Linked DNA regions of Sus scrofa: all the other regions are linked to region 3. A link is a contact called in public HiChIP or PLAC-seq data. All regions are on one chromosome and are shown on one strand. The core of a region is the stretch at or near the end of the contact, and the rest is flanking DNA. Distances in the headings are between cores, read along the strand shown. Region 1 has its middle 9.7 kb from the start of CETN1. Region 2 overlaps LOC110261178 (a long non-coding RNA gene). Region 3 overlaps COLEC12 (collectin-12).

Evidence for each region. HiChIP or PLAC-seq counts read pairs in DNA pulled down with a chosen protein or histone mark.
Region 1: an H3K27ac HiChIP or PLAC-seq map of alveolar macrophages shows a contact between it and region 3. The contact joins two enhancer-like sites. A contact is called at or near these places in 1 of 47 Hi-C or Micro-C datasets (embryonic fibroblasts) and 1 of 2 datasets of contacts at active chromatin or transcription factors (alveolar macrophages).
Region 2: an H3K27ac HiChIP or PLAC-seq map of alveolar macrophages shows a contact between it and region 3. The contact joins two enhancer-like sites. A contact is called at or near these places in 2 of 2 datasets of contacts at active chromatin or transcription factors (alveolar macrophages and skeletal muscle).

What each region holds. Positions count from the first base shown.
Region 1 is chr6:105,730,063-105,734,999 of Sscrofa11.1, forward strand. No RefSeq gene overlaps it. Among named protein-coding and RNA genes, the nearest start is that of CETN1, 9.7 kb to the right of the region's middle. Within about 2 kb of position 3,144, at least 1 of the 83 cell types and tissues checked has an H3K27ac peak or open chromatin away from gene starts, as enhancers often do. A contact at or near this core is called in alveolar macrophages, where this site is marked.
Region 2 is chr6:106,018,538-106,022,910 of Sscrofa11.1, forward strand. The region is part of intron 1 of LOC110261178 (a long non-coding RNA gene); the gene reads right to left. Among named protein-coding and RNA genes, the nearest start is that of THOC1, 19 kb to the right of the region's middle. Within about 2 kb of position 1,339, at least 7 of the 83 cell types and tissues checked have an H3K27ac peak or open chromatin away from gene starts, as enhancers often do. A contact at or near this core is called in alveolar macrophages, where this site is marked.
Region 3 is chr6:105,876,822-105,881,688 of Sscrofa11.1, forward strand. All of the region lies in intron 2 of COLEC12 (collectin-12), which reads left to right. Among named protein-coding and RNA genes, the nearest start is that of COLEC12, 71 kb to the left of the region's middle. Within about 2 kb of position 1,495, at least 5 of the 83 cell types and tissues checked have an H3K27ac peak or open chromatin away from gene starts, as enhancers often do. A contact at or near this core is called in alveolar macrophages, where this site is marked.

The DNA of each region.
Region 1 (4,937 bases), core at 1,894-4,393, 150 kb before region 3:
ATGTATACAATCTTATGCTAGAGGTTTTTAGATTGTCTCCAGAAGAGGGGTTCAAAATTATTGAGCCCAGTGGCACCATTGGTTAAGTGTGACTTTTGAAGGGGACATGTGCATTGGACTGCAGAGGTCCTGACAAGTTGATTGAACTAAATTAAAGAGTTAGGGTGGTGGATGGGGTATAAATTTTTAGTCTAGACTTAGGAGTCAGACAGACTGGGTTCAAACCTCCCCTTTATAACTTACTATTTTGTAACCTTGCACAGATTATTTGATTTCTCCACATCTCAGTTTCCTCTTTTTTAAAATGGAGATAATAATTGAATATGTAGGAGTTTTTAGAACAGTGGGTGTTGGCTATTGTTAAAGTCACACATATCACTCTATAGTGTCACTTTGAATTATAAATATATCAGGCAAGATCCGTAACAAGGCAGACATTTTCTGCGACTATCATCATCAACTGTAGTAATAAAATGATCTTAGGTGGGAGAAGTAATTGTGTTTGGTTGTTCAAATCAAAATGGAATTTTCCAGTCTAAAAGTTCTGTATCTAAATACATTTCATTTCAGATTTAACCGGCAAAAAACCTGAACCACTACGCTATACACTTGAAACTAACATAATATTGTAAGTCAACTATAGTTCAATAAAAATAAATAAATAAATACATTCCATTTCATTTTACACCCAAGAAACCCATATGAAAATGGAGCTGCCTGGTATGGTATCACAGTATCAATAGCTTGGAATACCTGTGGCATCCTGGCAAAACATTCATCTAACTCATACCTTTGCACCTTTATAATAGGACTATAATCTTTATTCAGGGCAGTCCATCTTTGGGCAGCTTTGGTTGTTGCCCAAAGTCTTCCTGGTACTAAATTGAGACCACTTTCCTTTATCATTCCCTCTCTCTAAAAGAAAAAAGATGGAAAATGATGTATCTTGCAAACATTAAGGAAACAGAAGCACTATAACATAGACTTCAGAGCTCACACAATTACCAGAGACTGAGAGAAATGTTACATAATAGTAAAAGTGTCAATTCACAGAGACGTCACATCAATGTCTTAGCACCAAACAGCAGAGCTGCAAAATATGTGAGGCAAAGACTAATAGAATTATGAGTGGAGGCTTTAATGTCCCTCTCTCCAACAAGTTGATAGAATAACTGGACAGAAAATCACCAGGGTTTTAGGAAAATTCAACATCACTAACAACCAACAGAATCTAATCATCATTTAAATAATAGATATGCTAAGGACACCAATCAAAAAAGTGGACATTATGAAAGAACAGATGTGTATGTAAGCAGAGAGATGGAAATTCTCTCCGAAAAGAGTCAAAAGGAAATGCTAGAAATCAAAAAGACTGAAATAGAAATGAAGAATATCTTTTTGGGGGGCTCATTAGTAGACTGGACTTAGCCAAGGAAAGAATCAATGAGCTGGAAGACACGGCAATAGAAATTTCTAGAACTGAAACCTGAAGAAAAGAAAGAATGAAAAAGACAGAACAGAATGTATAAGAACTGTAGGACAATTACAAAAGGAGTAACACAAGGGAATACTAGAAGAAGAGAGGGAGACAAAGGAAAAGAGGAAGTCTTGAAAATAATAATGACTGAGAATTTTCCAAAATTAACGACAGATACAAACCATAGGTCCAGGAATCTCAGACAACACCAAAAATCTCCATGTAATTATCAAACTGTAGACGTGGTGATCCTTTTGCAACATATAGAACTATTGAATCACTATGTTGTGCACATGGGCCAAACACAGCGTTGTAGGTAAATATACTTAAATAAATAAATACAACACCACACTGTGTTACCATAAATAATAAAATAGGGTGCATTTGCAGACCCTTTTAAAAATATCTTTTTGGAGTCCTCCTGTGGCACAGCAGGTTAAGGACCTGGAAATGTCACTGCTGTGACTGAGGTCACTGCTATAGCAGGGGGTTTGATCCCTGGCCTGGGAATTCCCACATGTTGCAGGCATGACTAACCACCCCCAACCTCCATTTTTTTGATTGTTTTTATGATTCTCCTTTATACTTTTAAATATACACATTAGCTGAACACCATGTATTTTATTTTATTATATTTAATTTTATTTGTCTTTTTGTCTTTTTAGGGCCACACCCGCGGCATATGGAAGTTCCCAGGCTAGGGGTCCAATTGGAGCTGTAGCCGCCGGCCTCCACCACAGCAATAAGGGATCTGAGCCGTGTCTGCAGCCTACACCACAGCTCATGGCAATGCCAGATCCTTAACCCACTGAGTGAGGCCAAGTATCAAACCTGTGTCTTAATGGATACTAGTCAGATTCGTTTCTGCTGAGCCAGGATGGGACCTCCCCACCATGGTATTTTAAATGCTTGCTATTTAATTTTAAATTTTCCAAGTATTTCTTAGTATTTAGTTAAACTTAAGTTATGAAACTGTAAAAAATGGCACATGCCAATGATATTACAATTAAAGCCTTTCATTAACAAATTTTTAAAAAACTGCAGAAAATCAAAGACAAAGAGAACTTCCCCAAAGAGGCCAGAGGTGGGGTAGGGGAAACACCTTACTTGTAGGAAAACAAGGATAAGAATTACACTGACTTCTCTTCAGAAACCATGCAAGCAAGAAGAAAGTGGAGTGAAACATTTAAAGTGCTAAAAGTAAAAAACTCTACCTTAGAATTCTGGGTTCAGTGAAATTATCTTTCAAAAGTGAAGGAGAAATAAAGACTTTTTCAGAGAGGCAAAAATTGAGGGAATTAGTAAAGCTATCACCAGGTGACCTGCTATGTAAGAAAGAAATTCTTCAAGAGAGAAAGAAAATGATTTAAGTCAGAGACTCAGAGCTACATAAAGAAGAACATTAGAAACATGTGATTTCACTTCTACGTGGAATCTAAAATACAAAATAAATGAACTCACATGACAAAACAGAAACAGAATCATAGGTACAGACAACAGGTGGTTGCCAGAGGGGATGGGGGGGGGTGAGGTGGGTAGAAGAGGTGAGGGGAACAGAGGTACAAACTTCCAGTTGCAAAATAAATGACTCACAGGGATGTAACATATAGAGTAGGAAATATAGTCACTAGTAACGTAATATTTTTGTGTGGTGACAGTGACTAGATTTACTGTGGCAATCGTTTTGTAATAGAAATTTGAGTCACTGTGTTGTGCTCCAGGAACTAACATAGTGTTATAGGTCAATTATACATTAAAAATGAACAGACACTCATAGAAAAGAGACCAGAAGCACATTAGAGAGGAATAAATGAGGGTAAAATAAAATATTTTATTTTGGGAGTTCCCATTGTGGCCCAGTGGGTTACCAACTGAGTATTCATGAGGATGGGGGTTCAATCCCTGGCCTCGCTCAGTGGGTTAAGGATCTGGCATTGCTGTGAGCTGTGGTATAGGAAGAAGACACGGCTCAGAGCCCACATTGCCACAAGCTATGGCATGGGCCAGCAGCTGTAGTTCTTACTTGACCCCAGCCTGGGAATTTCCATATGCCTCAGGTGTAGCCCTAAAAAGAAAAAAAAATATTTTTCTTTTTCCCAATTGATAGAAAACCTTCTATTTTATTTTATTTTTTGCTTTGTAGGGCTGTACCTGCAGCATATGGAGGTTCCTAGGCTAGGGGTCAAATCGGAGCTACAGCTGTCAGCCTATGCCACAGTCATAGCAACATCAGATCTAAGCCGAGTCTGCAACACACACCAGAGCTCACGGCAATGCCAGATCTTTAACCCATTGAGAGAGGCCAGGGATCAAACCTGCAACCTCATGGTTCCTAGTGGGATTCATTTCTGCTGTGCCACAACAGAAACTCCCTGAATGCCTTTTAAAAGAAACTGACAGGGTGGATGAAAAAGCAATACCCAACTATATGCTATTTATAAGAAACATACTTTAAAGACATAGGTAGGCTAAGAAGTAAAGATATTCCATGTACTTCTACTAATCCAAAAAAAAGCTGAAGTAATAATATTAATTTTAGGCAAGGCAGACTTCAGAGCAACAAAAATTATCTGGGACAAAGAGGGGCATTAACTAATGAGTAAAAATATCAATTCTCCAAGAAGACATAAAAATTCTTAACATGTATGCGCCTAAAAACAGAGCATCCAAAATACAAGGCAAAAAACTGATAAATCTGTATGGAGAAATAAGTGAATTCATTGTTATAATTGGAGACATTAACACGCCTGTATCAGAAACGGACACATCCAGGAGGAGAAGCTCACCGAGGACAGAGTTGAACTCAAAATCACCATCAAGGAGTTCCCATTGTGGCAAAGAGGAAACCAATCTGACTCGTAACCACAAGGTTGAGGGTTCGATCCCTGGCCTTGCTCAGTGGGTTAAAGATCTGGCATTGCTGTGAGCTGTGGGGTAGTTCGCAGACATGGTTCCGATCTGGGGTGGCTGTGGCTGTGGCATAGGCTGGCAGTTGTAGCTCCGATTTGACCCCTAGCCTGGGAATCTCCATATGCCACAAATGTGGCCCTAAAAAGAAAGAAAAAAATCACCATCAATCTGCTGGTTATAACTGACATCTGTAGACAAGCTTATCTGAGAAGAGCAGATTACACATTCTACTCAAACTCACACCAATCTTTCACCAAGATGGACCATACCATGGAGCATAAAACACACCTTGACGCATTGAAAAAAGCAGATCTCAAAAACAGATGCTCTCGGACCATGGAGAATTGATTAGAAAAGATAGAAAAATAGCAGGAAAATTACAAACTGTTTGAGATTAAATAATAATATTGCATGGGTCAAAGAAGTGTCAAGAGAAATTAAAACATATTTGGAATGAAAATAAGAATGCAGAAGGACACAGTGAAAAGTGGAGGGAAATTAGTAGCACTGAATGCATATGTTAGAAAAGAAGAAAGACCTAAAACTGATA
Region 2 (4,373 bases), core at 89-2,588, 140 kb after region 3:
CAGTGGTTAACAAATCCGACTAGGAACCATGAGGTTTCGGTTTGATCCCTGGCCCTGCTCAGTGGATTAACGATCCAGTGTTACCATGAGCTGCGGTGTAGGTCGCAGACACAGCTTGGATCTGGCGTTGCTGTGGCTCTGGCACAGGCCGGGGGCTACAGCTCCGATTAGACCCCTAGCCTGGGAACCTCCATATGCCGCAAGAGTGGCCCAAGAAAATGGCAAAAAGACAAGACAAAACAAAAAAGAAAAGAAAAGAAAAAAGAAAGAGAAAGACAAATACCACATGATATCACTTATATGTGGAATCTAAAATATGACACAAATGATCCTATCTACAAAATAGAAACAGACTCTCAGACATAGAGAACAGACTTGTGGTTGCTGGAGGGGAAGTGGGGGGAGGAAGTGGGATGGACTCCGGGTTTGGGGTTGGTAGATGCAAACTATTACATTTAGAATGGATGAGCAATGAAGTCTTGCTGTATAGTACAGGAAACTATAACCAGTCTACTGGGACAGACCGTGATGGAAGATAACATGAGAAAAAGAATGCATATATATATATATGTATGTATGACTGGATCACTATGCTGTACAGCAGAAACTGACACAACACTGTAAATCAACTCCACTCTAAAAAAAAGAAAACAAAAATAAAAATAATTATTTTCCAAAAATAACAATAAAACCTTGCATTAAATGAAACTGGTTAAGTGCCTTGTGTACTATGAAATTCCTTTGATGAGTGAGTCACATTATTTATGGACTGTTGGAAGACCAACCTTTTATTGTACAAATTGCCAACTGATCATTTGGAAAGGAACCAAAGAGTCAGGAAGAGCTCCTTCTCACAGTAATGCAGAAAGACACACAAAGCATGACCCAGATATCGAAAGGGGCCGGCACTGCTAGCAGAAGCCATTCATGATTGAGTGAGGACACTGCTGCCTGGAATCTCTAATAACAAAGAAAACATGGAGGAAAAGGTGGAGAGAAACACTGCCCAGGGTGAAATACAATGGGGAGACCAGAAGGATCAGGGAGGGGTCTGGCTTCAGTGAACAAACAAGATGTAAAAGGATCCCATTTTTCTAGTCTCCCAAAAATCTGAATCCAACTAGACAACATATTTGATTGCAAGTATTTATCTTTTCCATGCATTCCATCTCAGTTAGAATGAAGAGAAGAGGATATTAATTTGGATAACACTAGCTGCTATAACAAACAGCCCCTCAAAAAAGTATAAATGGCTCAAAGACCACAGAAATTTCCTTCCCACAATTCAGTGTGAGGGAGATACTGTTTGGCAGCTCTCTCTTACGTGGCCATTCAGGAACCCAGGCTCCATCCATTTTTTGACTGTGTCATTTCCTAGGGCTTTGTCATCTTCTGCTCAAGACACTAAAAGGGGAACAAGTATGAAAAGGGCACTTAAGAACCCTGCCTCCCAGAAAAAGAATGTGTGTGTACATACATACACACACACACACACACACCCCTACAACTGGGTCACTTTGCTGTACAGCAGAAATTGACAGAACTTTATCAATCAACTATAATTTTTAAAAAAATGTTTTTCAAACCCTGCCTCTTGGAGTTTCTGTCGTGGCTCAGTGGTTAACGAATCCAACTAGGAACCACGAGGTTGCAGGTTTGATCCCTGGCCTTGCTCAGTGGGTTGAGGATCAGGCGTTGCCATGAGCTGTGGGTAGGTCACAGACCTATCCTGATTTGCTGTGGCTGTGATGGAGGCCGGCAGCTTAGACCCCTAGCCTGGGAACTTCCACATGCTGAGGGTGTGGCCCTAGAAAAAGGTAAAAAGACAAAAAAAATAAATAAATAATAAAAAAATAAAACAATAAAACACTGCCTCTTAAAATTCTGCCTCTTGGAGTTCCCTTCATGGCTTAAGCGGTTAACGAACCCAACTAGTATCCATGAGGATGTGAGTTTGATCCCTGGCCTCGCTCAAAGGGTTAAGGATCCGGTGTTGCCGGGAGCTGTGGTGTAAGTCAAGCACTTGGCTCTGATTTGGTGTTGCTGTGGCTGAGGTGTAGGCTGGCAGCCATAGCTCCAATTCAATCCCTAGCCTGGGAACTTCCATATGCTGAGGGTGTAGCCCTTAAAAAAAAAAAAAAAAAAAGGCAAAAAAACCTCTGCCTCTTGGGAGTTCCCTCATGGTTCAGCAGGTTAAGGATTCAGCCTTGTCACTGCTGTGGTTCTGGTTATAGCTATGATGCAGGTTTGATCGCTGGCCAAGGAATGTCAGCACGTGGCAGGTGTGGCCAAAAACAAACAATGAACAAATGAAAATAACACCCTGCCTCTTAAAAACCCTAGCTTGAGAACGACATCACAAATCATTGCCTAGAACTTCGCCGCAAGGGTGCAAAGAAATGTAGTCTAGCTGAATGCCCAAAGAAAAAGAAGAAATGGATTTCTTGGTCAATGTCCAACCAGCTGCTTAGAAAAAAATGAATGCTTTATTCATTTCTGCATGAATGCCTTCTGCTGTGCATTACATGTTAGTGGTAAGTAAACATTAGTAAAACGGAGTGTTTGAGTAACTACTGAGATCACAGTAGTAATAATTATTAACTTACTAAGAGCTAGTAATGTGTGCATTCCTAAATTATTTATACATGTTATCTTATTTAGTCCTTGAAGTTTTGTGTACTTTTAAAGATGAGAAAACGGGCACGGAGAGACACATTGAAAGTCACATAGCTGGAGAGTGGCAAGCTTGAATTTGAATCCAGATTCCTCATTCCTATCCACTATGCCTTGCTTTCTCCCAGAGTGTAACTTTTAACCATAACTTTTACTTGTGCATATAGCAACTAGCTTTTAGAATACTGTCACCTGAAATTTAATATGACGTGTCTCGAGTGGATATAAATGGATGGGGTCAGTGTGACAATTTTTAAGTCTGGAGCTTCCATTGTAATGATAACCTTTTTTATGGAGTTCCCATAGTAGCTCAGTGGAAACAAATCCAACTAATAACCATGAGGTCGCTGGTTCGATCCCTGGCCTCAGTCCGTGGGTTGAGGATGCGGCGTTGCTGTGAGCTGTGGTGTGGGTCGCAGACACAGCTTGGATCTGGCTTGGCTGTGGCTGTGGTGTAGCCCGGCAGCTGTAGCTCCGATTCAACCCGTGGCCTGGGAACCTCCATATGCCTCGGGAGAGGCCCTAAAAAGACAAAAATAAATAAATAATAAAAATTAAAAAATACCATGGAGGGTAAGAATCTCAATCTGTGAATTTACACATGGAAAAATATATTTCTTAATTCTCTATTATTAAGCTTTTTTTCTAACTTTGAGTCCACCCTTCCCCCAGGAGGGCAGACAACTTAACCTCAGGTCTCCTTGCTCCCCTCACCCGACATCTCCAGGGCTCTGTCACACACAACTCCATGACCTTTCCCAGAGCCCCAAACACCAAAGCCTAGGGGACTGAGTGGGAGGAAGAACTTATATCCAAAAAAGTAGCCCCTGAGATGTGCCCCAGTCTCATGCCAGTGTCTTCCACTGGCCAAATCCAAGCAGACAGCAAAAGGTGAGATGTGACCAGTGATACAGTTTGTAATGACACAGATCAGGAGGGAGAAGAATGGAGAGTGGTTCTGGGGAGTCTGGGTGGAAGACAAACAGCACACTGAAGAAGAGTAGACCCCTCCCTCCAAAAAAAACCAGTCTCTTCAGCAAGTGGTGTTGGGGAAACTGGACAGGTGCATGTAAATCAACGAAACCAGAACACACTCTCACACCATGCACAAAAATAAACTCAAAATAGCTTCAAAACTTAAACATAAGACATGACACCATAAAACTCCCAGAAGACAACATAGGCACAACATTCTCGGACATCAATCATACAAATGTTTTCTTAGGTCAGTCTCCCAAGGCAATAGAAATAAAAGCAAAAATAAACAAATGGGACCTAATCAAACTTACATGCTTTTGCACAGCAAAGCAAATGATAAACAAATAGATAAGCTACAGAATGAGAGAAAATATTTACAAACAATGCAACCAACAAAGGCTTAATTTCTAAAATATACAAATAGCTCCTATAACTCAACCACAAAAAACAAACAACCCAATCAAAAAATGGGCAGAAAAACTAAAAAGGCATTTCTCCAAAGAAGACATATAGAGGGCTAACAGGCACAAGAAAAGATGCTCCACATCGCTAATTATTAGGGAAAGGCAAATCAAAACTACAATAAGGTAGCACCTCACGCAGGTCAGAATGACCATCATTAAAATGTCTACAGATAACAAATACCAGAGAGGGTGTGGGGTAAAGGGAACCCTCCTACAGTATTGGTGGGAATGTAAGTTGGTGCAGCCACTAGAGACAAC
Region 3 (4,867 bases), core at 245-2,744:
TTGAATTGTGACTATTAGTGTGATTCTCTCTTCCCCTTTCTGGGTTTTCTTTCCCTTGCAGCCTAGATACCTCTTTCCATTCATTGGTTCATTTATTCATTCTTCTATTTATCCAACAAATGCATATTAAGGACAGAAGATAATGTACCCTTTTGGCTGGCATAGGTATACGGACGGTGAATGTGAAGAAAACAAAAAATCTTTTATGTTGTTCATCGTTCTGAGGAAAAGGTAGACATGGAAACCACTAAAGAAGTGTGTACAGAGAATGCTGGGAAGCAGGTGATGTCTCAGAGCAGGGACAATGTCAGAGGAAGGAAGAGGGGTGTGAGCTGAGTCTTGACAAAGTTTCCAGGAGAGACAAGTCATGTTAACGGCAGCCAGTTCCTATGCAAAATCATTACTTCTGCTTCCTTTATTTATGATTCCTTCCTGCCAGGTGTACCTGTCTCCCCGTGATCATGGCCTTGGCCCCTCACTCAGGTCTTCTTTCTTCCATGACTATTCAGACAGATCCAGTGAAAGTTTGAAAATGTGAAGTGGTTGGGGCTTTATTGAATGAGAACTTTTGATCGTCCATTGTGTGCCTTCTTTTTCCATAAAGTGCAGCTAAATTTGACGTATAAATTTTCAAAGTATTGGCAGTAAAATGACAGCTATTCACTTAAGATTTGAATACAGTTAAAAATAATAAATAGTTGGCAGAAATATAGAGTATATTAAAATTTGGAAATGAATTTCCACTCCATGATATAGTACCACTTTATATTTGAGGCCAAGTGATCAGCTTAGAAGAAAAGAGTTGGGGAAAGTAAATGATTCATTCATCTCTTAGCCCGGGTTGTGTTAGCAGGAGGTCTGAGCGGGCACTACAACTTTATACCGTCTGCAGTCGCTCATGTCTGCCTTTTTATATCCAATAGCATCTCCATGGCCAAATTACTTCCTTTGTTACATTTATTTAAGAACATAGCTTTTACCTTATAATCTAGCACATATATCATTCTTACCCTTTTCATAATTTTTTAAAAAGTTAAACTCCAAATATATCCAAGAGTTCAAAGCTGAGTTATAATCAACTATATACATGTAATGTAGGTATATAGACTGTAAATTTCTACAACGTGCATTTCTTCAAAAATATGTGTGCTATGGGATGACAGCCCAAAGCTTTAAATTCTACTTTCCGTTGTCTATATCATTAGTTGCCAGAGACATAACAGTCCATTCAATAAATTAATAGATGCAGAAGAGCCTAGAAATGTGTCTAGTACTTGGCAAGGGCTCAGTAAGTGCAAACTATTGTCGTGGTTATTATTTCTCCAAAGACTTTTTAACTCAAATACTGTCACATGCAGTATCACCATCTGGGTTGACTCAAGCCACTTATCCCAGTCAGAATAAAACTTTTAGCCTCGGAGTCATTTCCTGTCCTTTCTAATTGTACTTAGGAACATACGAAAGAGAAATAACTCAACCAGCTATCAGCTCAGCAGACGATTGCAAGTTCTCTATTCTGTGTGTGCGCTCATACCACCAGCGTGGTGAAGACCAGCTTGAGCGTCTGAGAGGAAAGAGACTACGGAAATGGACTTAAGAGAGAAAAAAAGAAAGTCTAGTTTAAGTGGAGAGTCATGGGACAGGTCAACATGGGCAGGGGAAGGAATTTCAGAGAAACAAAAATGTTGCACAGGTGGCCACCCCGAAGCTAATTTAGCTTGGATCATCTCTGATGTCTTCCAGCTGTGAACATGTGCACCGTGGCCCAGTGGCCCAGATGTTCCCCCTCGGTCTTTATGTTGCGTAGCCCATAAAATTAGAACAGGATTGGAATTTAATTCTAGGCCTTTCACGGTCCTATCATCAATATTTAATGGAGCTGTTCTCTGAAAATAAACAGTCCTGGTAAGAAAGGGCCTGGTTTGGGTCGAGACAGGAAGCTATACCCTGTGATTCCTCCTCAGTGACTATTTTCTCCCTCCTCCACTGCCTCTCTCTCTCTCACCTCTGCTTTTATTCTCCTCATGGAATTGCATCTCATCTTAGAAGCTCCTGGGTCATATACATGTGTGGTTATTTAAGGTTATGAGCTAGAAATCATCTGAAGACCACATGTATTGTGCTACTGATCTTTCTAGGGCAAAATCAATTATTTGTAGATAGTTACTAAACATGTGCTAGATATTTCAACATCGGTGACTCTATCAGCCATGTAAGGGAATACAAATAAAATATGAGGAGTTCCTGCTGTGGTGCAGTGGGATCGGTGGCTTCTTGGGAACATTGGGGCTCAGGTTCGAAACCTGGCCTGGCACAGTGGAGTCTAATCCCTGGCCCAGGAACTCCATATGCTGCAGGGAAGCCAAAAAAAAAAAAAAAAAAAAAAAAAAGAGAGAGAGAGAGAGAAAGAAACATGGTCCTTGGCCTCAAGAACCTTGCAGTCTGGTTGAGGGGGAAAAGTGAGCACACGTAAGATCATCACAGAATAATACAAAACACTCCCACAGGAGTTCCCGTCATAGCTCAGTGGTTAACGAATCTGACTGGGAACCATGAGGTTGCGGGTTCGATCCCTGGCCTCGCTTAGTGGGTTAAGGATCCGGCATTGCTGTGAGCTGTGGTGTAGGTTGCAGACGCGGCTTGGGTCCTGCATTGCTGTGGCTCTGGCGTAGGCCAGCAGCTACAGCTCCGATTAGACTCCTAGCCTGGGAACCTCCATATGCCACAGGAGCAGCCCTAGAAAAGGCAAAAACAACAACAACAACAAAAAAAAACCAAAAAAACAAAAAACCAAAAAACAAAAACTCTCCCACAGCCGTTTAGAGGAAAACAACATGCCTGCTCTGATACCTGCCTCTGGTTGTGACTTTTGGTTCAGGTGACTCCCAGGTTGGCTGAAATGAAAGGCCTGAGAATCCCTGTTGAACACAGAAGAGATCTTTGTGATGTCTAGACCCAAACTGCATTTACAGTGTAGGACCCCAGACCTAAATTCCTGAAAGCCACCCTTTCTTTCTTCCTTTATTACCTGCAGAATAAATGGATGTCTACATGAGAAAGACCCCTTTCTAGAACTAGTCCCCTGACAGTGCAGGGCTTATTAGAGCAGAATTTCAATCACGAAGTAGGGCTCTTTCATGCAGTCGAATAACGTGACCAAGAGCAATGTTATGACAGAGAGTTGATGGCTAACTGGAGGAATAGTCTGGCTGACATACTATGAACATTAGTCACGGATTCTGACTTAAATTCTCTCCAGAGACAACACAGACACATGGAAGGCCAAAGGGGAAAGGTGAACAGTTATTAAGAATATCTGACTGCCAGAAACACAGTCACAGTCTTTTGAGGACATTTGCTATGAGTAGGAGATGAAGAGTCTAGATTTCAGTCCAAATTTCTGTTGTGTGTTATCAGAAACAAGAATGCAAAGTTCCAGGAAATTCTTCAGGCCGACTCATCAAGATAATAGTCCTGATATTTCAACACTTTCTGCATTTTGAAGACAAATGAGTTTCTTCAACTTATGTGCAGCAGTTATACAATATAATGCGATATCCAGATTTTGGATGTCCAGAAGGATTTTTCTTTTAAGTAGGCAAAATTCTGAAGCTTTGTCTAACTCTGGATACTCAGAAATATCCAGTGTGTAATAAGAAACTTCAAATATGTGTCAACCATATATATACCAAATAATTTAACTTCTTATATTTTCTCTAATTAGCGGTTCAGCTCAATTACATTTTAGTGAACATTAACAGTGTTTATTATGTGTGAGAGAGTGTGCCAGCTGCTACAATCTTTAAGAAACTCAGAATCCAGGAGTTCCCATTGTGGCACAGGGGAAACAAACCCGACTAGTGTCCATGAGGTTGCGGGTTAGATCCCTGGCCTTGCTCAGTGGGTCAGGAATCCGTCTTTGCTGTGAGCCGTGGTGTAAGTTGCAGATGTGGTTTGGATTGTCTGTTGCCATGGCTGTGGCATAGGCCGGCAGCTGTAGCTCTGATTCAACCCTTCTCCAGGAACATTTATATGCTGCAAGTGTGGCCCTAAAAAGCAAAAAATAAAAATATAAAATATAAAAAGAAACCTCAGAATCCAGCTAGGGTAGAATAAGTGAAGAGAATTATACTATCAGGAATAAGTGCTAGTTCAGTACCCAAAAGCTGCTAGTAAATATCAGAGAAGGAGTACAACCACTATGGAAAACAGTCTGGAGGTACCTTAGAAAACTATATATAGAACTACCATATGACCCAGCAATCCCACTCTTGGGCATATACCTGGACAAAACTTTCCTTGAAAAAGACATATGTACCCGCATGTTCATTGCAACACTACTCACAATAGCCAAGACATGGAAACAACCTAAATGTCCATCCACAGACAATTAGATTAAGAAGGTGTGGTATACATACACAATGGAATACTACTCAGCTATAAAAAAAGAACAAAATAATGCCATTTGCAGAAACATGGATGGAACTAGAGACTCTCATACTAAATGAAGTAAGTCAGAAAGAGAAAGACAAATACCATATGATCTCACTTATACCTGGAATCTAATATATGGCACAAATGAACCTTTCCACAGAAAAGAAAATCATGGACATGAAGAACAGACTTGTGGTTGCTAAGAGGGAGGGGGAGAGAGTAAGAGGGACTTGGAATTTGGGGTTAATAGATGCAAACTATAGCCTTCGGAATGGGTAAGCAATGGGATCCTGCTGTATAGCACTGGGAACTATATCTAGTCACCTACGATGGAGCATGATAATGTGAGAAAAAAGAATGTATACATGTATGTATGACTGGGTCACCTTGCTGTGCAGCAGAAAATTGACAGAACACTATAAATCAGCTATAA